Regions from separate parts of the Gossypium hirsutum genome. Here region 1 is linked to region 2. A link is a contact called in public Hi-C data. All regions are on one chromosome and are shown on one strand. The core of a region is the stretch at or near the end of the contact, and the rest is flanking DNA. Distances in the headings are between cores, read along the strand shown. Region 1 holds the start of LOC107948369 (E3 ubiquitin-protein ligase RGLG3). Region 2 holds the start of LOC107951827 (probable methyltransferase PMT26).

The links. Hi-C and Micro-C count contacts between places; a contact is called where the count stands out from the background.
Region 1: a Hi-C map of hypocotyl shows a contact between it and region 2, with 2.6 times the contacts expected there. The contact joins the promoter of LOC107948369 here to the promoter of LOC107951827 in region 2. A contact is called at or near these places in 5 of 34 Hi-C or Micro-C datasets (hypocotyl and leaf).

The regions. Positions count from the first base shown.
Region 1 is chrA12:31,698,277-31,702,743 of Gossypium_hirsutum_v2.1, forward strand. LOC107948369 (E3 ubiquitin-protein ligase RGLG3) reads left to right here and starts at 2,357. Exons shown (of 12, transcript XM_041082543.1): 1 at 2,357-2,546; 2 at 3,914-3,990. The coding sequence starts at 3,922.
Region 2 is chrA12:31,513,141-31,517,380 of Gossypium_hirsutum_v2.1, forward strand. LOC107951827 (probable methyltransferase PMT26) reads left to right here and starts at 2,791. Exons shown (of 9, transcript XM_016886971.2): 1 at 2,791-3,078; 2 at 3,291-4,240. The coding sequence starts at 3,348.

The sequences.
Region 1 (4,467 bases), core at 1,107-3,606, 180 kb after region 2:
GTATTCAAGCTCCTTAAGTATGAAAACTAGTTTAATCTGCTACACCAATTTACGACAAATTAATTAACCTGTGACAGAGTTGGTGAAAATAGGGTTTCCAGCTAAGGAACTGTCGTGCAGTGCAGAAAAGATGAAACATTAATCGAGATGACAACATTTGCTTGGTGAAACGTGAATTGGGTCGGCACTTGTTGCCAACAATCAACAGACAACAAGTGCTGACCAGATTCATGTTTCACCAAGCAACCGCTGTCGGTCTGATTCGCATTTATCTTTTCTGCACCACACAACTCATCTCTATTGGAAACCTTATTGCTGCCAACTCTGTCACAGGTTATAGTAACGAGTTCACCGCTTTTGGTAAAGACGAATAAAACGAATTACTTGATTATATTGGAAGGCCTCTATGTTTTTTTATATGACCATGATCTTAGACTTCATGAGTTTTATAAAACATCCTCTACTGATGAGGTGAAACTCGTTGTCGTGTCTGCATAACCACTTTCAACTAGCCCCCTTGTTATACTCCATCCTTTGACAACATGACTTTTGAAAACTTGAAGCCCTATATACACTTCAGCCTGTGACTGTTTAATCTGTGCCAACTGGGACCTTAAGTTGCAATGCAATCCTGGCTTCTCAGGTGATGGCTCCATCCTCACACGGCAGGAGAAATTTTTAGGTCACCGCGCTCCACGGCATCACCGTAAATTCAAACATACGTTAAAACTAAAACAATGTTTATCTCAAACACAAACAAAAATAAATCTATAAACTTCTAATTTCCAATTGCAAGAAAAAAATTTAACAAAGTGAAAACGCGTCTTGTAGGTCTTGTTTTTATTTCTCTGCTAAAAAAATAGATCCTGGTAAATAAAAAAATGTAATTACTTAAATTAAAAAAAAATCAGCATATATGTTTAATTCACCCATGCATATCAAGTACCTACTGAAAATCATTAAGCAATATGGAAGACTGATTAATCATGTAAAGCTTAAACATATGGATTAAAATTTAAAGAGAGGAAAATTTGTTTATTAACAAAAGTCAATAGCGTGGGGTTCAACTAGACCTTTAAAAATTTATAGACAAGTACAGGGATCTATTAAAAAAATGTTAAATATAAATTAAAAATATTTTAGATAAGTTCAAAAAAGTATTATTAAATTTTTATTTAAAATAATTTTAAATATAATTTAATAAAATATTTATTTTTGGAAATATACAAGTTAAAGCCTTTTTTTAATCATTCCATACTTTTCTCTTTTCTCAATCTGTTCATTTTCATTTTCTTTTTATTAAACTTAGAAAAACTAAAAAAAAAAAGTTTCTTTCCGGTTTCTCCTCCACTTCTAACCACCGTGACCACCATTTTTAATTACCATAACCTTACCCAAAAAAGTTCTTGACTTCATCTGTTGCAATTTTTAAATTTCAATAGTTCATTTTTTCAATTATTTTTCTCTAAAAATCACCAAAAAATTATAAATCTACAAAAAAAGAAGAAGACAAAATCCAACTAAAATGTTGAATAAAGAAAAAGAAAAAAAAAGGGGATTTAGACCTGATTAGGGAAATACTGAAATGTTGATTCAACTAAAAGCTTCTGCTGACACTTGAAAGTAGTAGCTAGGTTTTCACTTTTTAGTCTTTAAAGTTTGGGGTACTTGGATGTATAGGACAAAAGGGTTGTCACTTTTCAGTTTGGGTCCTTTTTCTTTTGGGCTTTGGCATGGGTGAGCTGTGGGGAGGAGAGGGATGTGTAAGCATGCTAATTTGGGCCTGAGTCAAAAAAATTCTTCATTAGGTTTGACACGTTCTCAATTTTTGTTTAAATTTATTTTTCAAATCTATATTTTGCTAAAATCTTCTCTTTTTTCAATACAACTTATTATGCTCTTTTGTGTGATAGAATATTTCTATTTGGTGACTTGCTCTACTGATTTGTAATGATAATTTATTTAATAAATAATTAACACCATGCACTCTTTTTTCAATCATTAAATTGATGAATAATTTTTTATAATATATTTAAAATTATTCATAATTTTTTTTAACTTTTAAATAAAAGGATAAACAGCATTTGAGCACTCACATATTCTAACTATAGTAACAATATCAATACTAATAGAGTTAAAAAAGAAAGAAAGAAAAAAATAATTTTTTTAGGAATATTTTTATATTATATGATATATGTATATAAAACGTACTAATCTGGTCCACGTTCTGATCACTATTGCCTAGCAAAGTCAACGAATCTGTTACAAATCTACATGGCAGCAAAAGATAATGAATCCAACGATAATTACTGGACTGTGACAGCAAATAATGGAAGTAGTCCTGTAGGACTAGAATATTCGGGTGTTGAAACTGAAATAAGACTAGTGAACCGTCTGACAAGAAAAGAAAAGCCATGAAAAATTCTAAAAAATCGTCAACAAAAGCGTCTTTATTCATGAATATCGTTTTTTTATACTCAAACAGATTTCAATCCAATTGAATCTTCATCACTGTTCGTTTTTCTTTTCTCTCTCTTATCAGAAAGGTAACTTTCTCAACAAAGTTCCCTTTGTTTCCATGCAAATGACTTCTTCTTCTTCTTTTTAATTTTAATTTTTGCATTTGTTGGATTACTTTTACCATCTTTGATCTGTTTCTTCATTTCTTTAGTGTATATATGATTTTTATTGAAGGAATGGAATTTGAATTAATTTAGATTATTCTTATTGCTAGGAAGTAAGTTGGATGAAAATAGAAATGGGTCTAATTAAAGAAACTGAGTATAAAGTTGTTTTCATCTAATAGAGAAATCCATTTTTTTCCCATAAATTTCTAGTTGATTGCTGGATATGATTATCGAAGAAGTTAAAAAGGGGGAGTTTTGGAATGGCAAATCCAGCTTTGAACGTTTTAGTTTTTATTTTATTTTCTATGGTTTCTTAGCTTCTTATTGCTTTTAAAATGGAAATTATAGGATTTATGATAGATAAACAAACTTCAGATAGATAAAGGTTGTGGCTCTGTTAAACTGTTTTGGATTTTTTAGGGGTATATATATGCTTTTCTGAGTTAATATTTTCTTTATTGCTGTTTTCTTTTTGCTTATTTTCTAGTGGAATTTGTCCAAAATTTTGGGGTCTTAAAAGTGTCATGGAAACACATAAATACTCTAATTTGAAACTGGAAAAGATATATAACTTCAATTCCTTCGGAAATTGTATGATCTTTCGTGCAAGAAGAAAGGGCTAATCTGTATCATCTTGACTTGGGTTTGATTTATTTAGTTTTTTAAAGAAAATGGCTTCTCCTATCTGTATTGAATTGGCGTTTTATTTCCACGAGTTTTCTATAGAGTAAAAGTGATCAGTTGTAAGCAAAATCATTGATTAAATGGTAAATATTGCTATTAGAATTGTTCCATTTAGAAGTAAGATCACACATTTTTTTTATTACCCCTTTTCAAAATTATTGTTTGTTTTTGAATTCGGAATCTTGTAAATTCATCTCTGCATGAATTGTAGAAGTTCTTGAAGTTATTTGTATCCTAGCTCTTATTATTTTTTAAAGTAGTTGGTTATAGATTTTAGTTTCTCACCTGAGGCTGAATTCGTATATGCTGGAATGAAACTCTTTGCAATGCAAGTTAATGAGAGAGTAAATGCTTGAAAAAGAAACTGTAAGTGTTGTGCCTTATGCGGTATTTGTATGTAAGAATAAACTAGTCTTCTTTGAAAAAAAATGAAAAAGGAAAGAATAAATTAGCATTTCCTGACAATTGTAAAGATGTGTTTCTGTTTTAGTAAAGGTACCAATTCCTCACCTCAGGTATGGGAAATACAGAATCAGGATATGATGATTCGCTTCAAACTGACTTTTGGCATCAACCTTCTTATGAACCTTCTTCCCTAGCAGGAAGTTCAATGGATCGAAACTATCAACCCAGGCAGCAAGCCCCGTTTATACCTGACAATTTTAGTTCTTTGGATCAGGTTTTTACTGTTACTTTAGCTTTGAATTATTAATTTGTATAATAGGAGATATTATTTGTTGATAGTTCAACTCATAAGGTGAAAATATGGCATATTCTTTGTTTTTTTTTTTTTTTGGGTGGCTGCTTAGTCTTGTTTGAAAAATAACACTTTCACAGTCAATTGCCAGTCTAGAAAGAAAAGTGACCTGTTCTGATGTTTCGAACTGATACCTTAAATTTAAACATATTGAACAGCAAAAAATTAATTCCAGAACTGGTTGGTTATCATGGAAAGATTAATACAAAATCATTCATCTTAAATTTAAAGGATGATTTGGATGGTTTTAAATTATTGAATGCAGGCTTATGATGCACATTAGCTGGAGTAATTAAATACATTGAGAAACAAAGAGGGATTGAGGTAGAACTAAGATCACATGTTCAGCAGTAAACAAGGATTCAGCAGAAAAGAAATTTGGTTTTGGACTAAAGATTA
Region 2 (4,240 bases), core at 1,541-4,040:
CTCAAGCATCCTGTTGTATGGTTCTTGCAAGCTTCCAGTTAATAGCTCTTCAGAGCATCCCGATTGGTTGTGATTCTGCATGTGTTGTAGACTCACTACAACTCTTATAAGCGTCCCGTTATATGGCTCTTCGAGAGCTTCCAGATTAAAGCTCTTTGCAAGCTTCCCGATATGGGTCGCTTAAACTTTCTGATATATGGCTATCCAGAGCTTCCTGATTTATGGCTCTTCGGAGCTACCCGTTATTGGGTCACATGAGCTTCCTAATTATAGCTCTTAAGAGCTTCTCGTTATAAGGCTCGGATAAGCCTCCTATTACATGGCTCACATGAGCTTCCCGTTATATGGTTTGAGAGAGTACTTTCCATTTATGTGCTCTTATGAGCATTCCAAATATGAATTGATAGATTACAGTTTTGTACACTTAGTATATACTACTCGTGTATCCATCGATATTTTAAATGATTCAACGGGCAAAAATCCTGACATGAGAACATATGAATCCAAATTGAATTGTTACCCATATGTATATATATATGTATAAAATACATGGAACTTGACTTTTGATGAGCTCATCTTTATTCTTGGTATTCACATGAAATAAATAACTAACATGTTTGGTGAGATTATGTGCTTAGGCTTTTGGCCAAGTTGTTTGGAATGTGTTTGTATGCTTACCATAAATGTAAATGAATAGTAAGATAATTTCCGTTATACGAACTTACTAAACATTAATTGCTTACTCTGTTTTATTGTTTTATAGTACTTGGAGGTTTATAAAGGTTGGAAGTTGATCGGAGCTACATCACACTATCCTACAGCTCGTTTCAATATAAATAGCAAAAATTTCTTTTGAGTATAATGGCATATATAGGCTAAAGTTGTTAAGGATGGCATATATGTGTTTGGTTGGGATTAGCCATTGGTATGGCTTGTAAATGGTATGTTTTGATATATAAAATGGTCTTAATATGCTTAATGTGTGTTTGAAATGGATGATTAATGAAAATCATATAGGCATATTGATTATGATAGTAAAATTGATAGAACATGCCTATATGTACATATGGTATTTTGGTAAGTATAGATACTTGAGCATATGTCTTGATATGTCTTACATAAAAATTATTTTGGCTTGATTTGAATGATTTATATTGGATTGGGAATGTGTTAAAATGTTAATGTAGGTGAAAGACCAGTTTGGGTGAGAAATAAGGCTAGGAAATGGCCTTATTTTGTCCACACAGGCATAGACACAGGCGTGTGTCACAGCCTGTGTGACAACGGCCATGCGCACGGGCGTGTGGTTCGGTCGTGTCTCCTCTGCATCTTTAAAATTGCAAAACATAATGCTCAGGTTTTTCACACGGGCAGAGACACGGGCGAATGTCTCAGCCTTGTGTGACATACGGCCTGGCACACGGGTGTATGACTTGGCCATGTGCCCCTGCACCTAATTAATGTAAATTAAAATGTTCACACGGCCTAGCACACTGGCGTGTGGCTTGGTCGTGTGACCCAAGTCAGTAACCACCTTAATTTAGACACGGGTTTTCGAATGTCCACACGGCTTGAGACACGGGTGTGTCTCTCGACCGTGTGAGATACACAGCCTAGCCACATGGGTGTGTGTCCCTTACACATTGGAAAATTTTTGAGATTTTGCAAAAAATTCTTTGAGTTCCCAGTTTAGTCTTGACTTGTTTTAAATGCATATTTTGGGTCTCGAGGGCTCATTTAAGGGACAATATGATTGATTTCGAATATGAATAGTAAATGATATGAATTAACTATATTTGTTCTATAAACTCCGGTAATACTCCGTAACCTTGTACTGGAGACGAATATGGGTTAGGGGTGTTACAAAATTTGTTCAGAAATATTTACATAAAATATTTTGGTCAAAATAGAAAGATACAACTCAAGTAGAATTAAATTCGTGAAGTTTTTGGACCAATAGTCCAAATATTTAAATGTGTAAAGCTAGTGAGAGTTCAAATGAAGTAGTTTTGCGAAAAAGAAATAAGAAATATAAAGTTTTTCACAAAGTCTTGGCATTGATTATGAAAATATTCTTTTGTGGTGGATGCAATAACTTTTAGATATCTTATTAATGTAACAGTTCATGAGAATTTGATATACGTCTAATGATAGTTGTTACAATTTTTATATGAATCACCATATAGTGACGTTTATATTAAAATCTTTGAAAAATTTGGAATGTTAGAAGCATATATAAATTATTAGGAAATTGTTCAATATATTTTCGTAAATATTTATTGAATTGATTTGAACATATGTTTTTATAGAAGGATCGTGATCAAAGTTTATGATGATTATTGTTCAAACTCCTAAAGAGATCAACACATATTTTCCCCAAATTTCTCCTCACTTATGACTTTCAAAAGAATGGCGATATAAATACTTATGTGATGTTTTTATGAGTAGAATAAATACGTGTTATACTTTTTTTACTAAAACAATGTTTTGTCCTATTAGATTTTTCAGATAAGATTTTTAATGAAACAATATGTTATATACATTATAGATACAAGTACTTTTTTCCTTCACTATAATCTTTTTTTTTTAAATTTTATCTATATATATAAAGTTTGAAGAGGATTATAAATATCCTTATTCATCTATCTCTATGTTTTTTTATTGTATTTATTCTCCGTTTCATAACAAAAACATGTTATACAATCTGTAAAATGGCAAAATTGTCATTTGATTAGTGCATCCTCAATCCAATAGTTATTTTTTTGCAAAAATAAAAATACCTCTTATTGATTACGTATGCTATTATCCCACTGATTCCGCGGCTTTTTCCTTTTACCTTGGCCGTCACTTTAGCTCTCTCTACTCTCTTCAACGCCTTGTTTTCTCCTTATATAAACTCTAAAATCTAGTTCCCTTGTATTAAACCATCAATTAGATTTCTTTTTTCTCATTGCTTTTTTCCCCTTAATTTCCATTGACAGCTATAAGCTAGAATTCTTTGCTTAATGCAGAAACAATGAAGCAGTAAAGATAGTTAAGAATTTTCTCTTTCAGATCTCTTCAGTTTTGGATTTTCTGGTAAATTTCGTTTTCTTTGTTTGTTGTAGATCTAGTTGGATTTTGACTAGATCTGGTTGTTTCTGACTATAATTTTGAAATATGTAGTTACTTGTTTATATATGCTAGTGTTTGCTTTTAATTCTATTAGATCTTATTTGAGCTGCATTTTTTTTAATGAATCATTAGCTTTTCGTTGAAATATAGTTTTGAACTTTTATTTTTGAAAATAGATTTCAGGTGTGGAATTTTGAAGTATTGACTAGAAAGGAAGGGAATACTGAGTGATCATGGCGTTAGGGAAATATAGTAGAGTAGATAATAATAATAATAATAATAGGAAATCGTCTTCGAGTTATTGTTCCACTGTCACTATTGTGGTTTTCGTGGGATTATGTTTAGTTGGGATTTGGATGTTGACGTCGTCCTCGGTTGTCCCTGTTCAAACCGGGAACGGATCGGCTGAGGAAAAGAAAAATCAGGTTGAAGATCAGGTTACACCGGTAACCAGTGATAACAATGACAGCAGTAACACCTCAGACTTTGAAGATAACCGCGGGGATTTACTTGATGATGCCACCAAAGGGGACGGGAACGTGAGTTTAGCTGAAAATGATGGTAAAGGTAACTTGAATACACAAGAAAATCAGGATAAAAATGAAGAGACTAAAATGGATGAGTCCAAGAAGCATGATGAGCAGTCAGCTTCAGAAGGTGGAGAGAAAAGTGGTGACGACTCGGGTGGACAAGGGGATTCCCTAGAGAATTCTGATGACAAGAAATCTGATTCGGATGAGACTGACAAGAAATCTGATTCAAATGAGAATGACAAGAAATCTGAAGAGAACAATGAGAAATCTGATCTTGATGATGGTGACAAGAAACAAGATGAAAGCTCCTCCGAAACTAATGGCGATCAGGCGGATAATCAGATAGAAGAGAAGGTTGATCAAAATGATAATAATGAGTTGGAAAAAAGCTCTGATGAACCAAAAGATGATGGTCAGCTGAAAAACCAGAGCTCAAATGAAGTTTTCCCATCTGGTGCTCAATCTGAACTTTTGAATGAAACCGTGACCCAAACTGGATCGTTCTCTACTCAGGCGACAGAATCAAAGATTGAAAAGGAAACTCAGTTATCATCCAAGAAATATAGTTGGAAGCTGTGCAATTCCACTGCGGG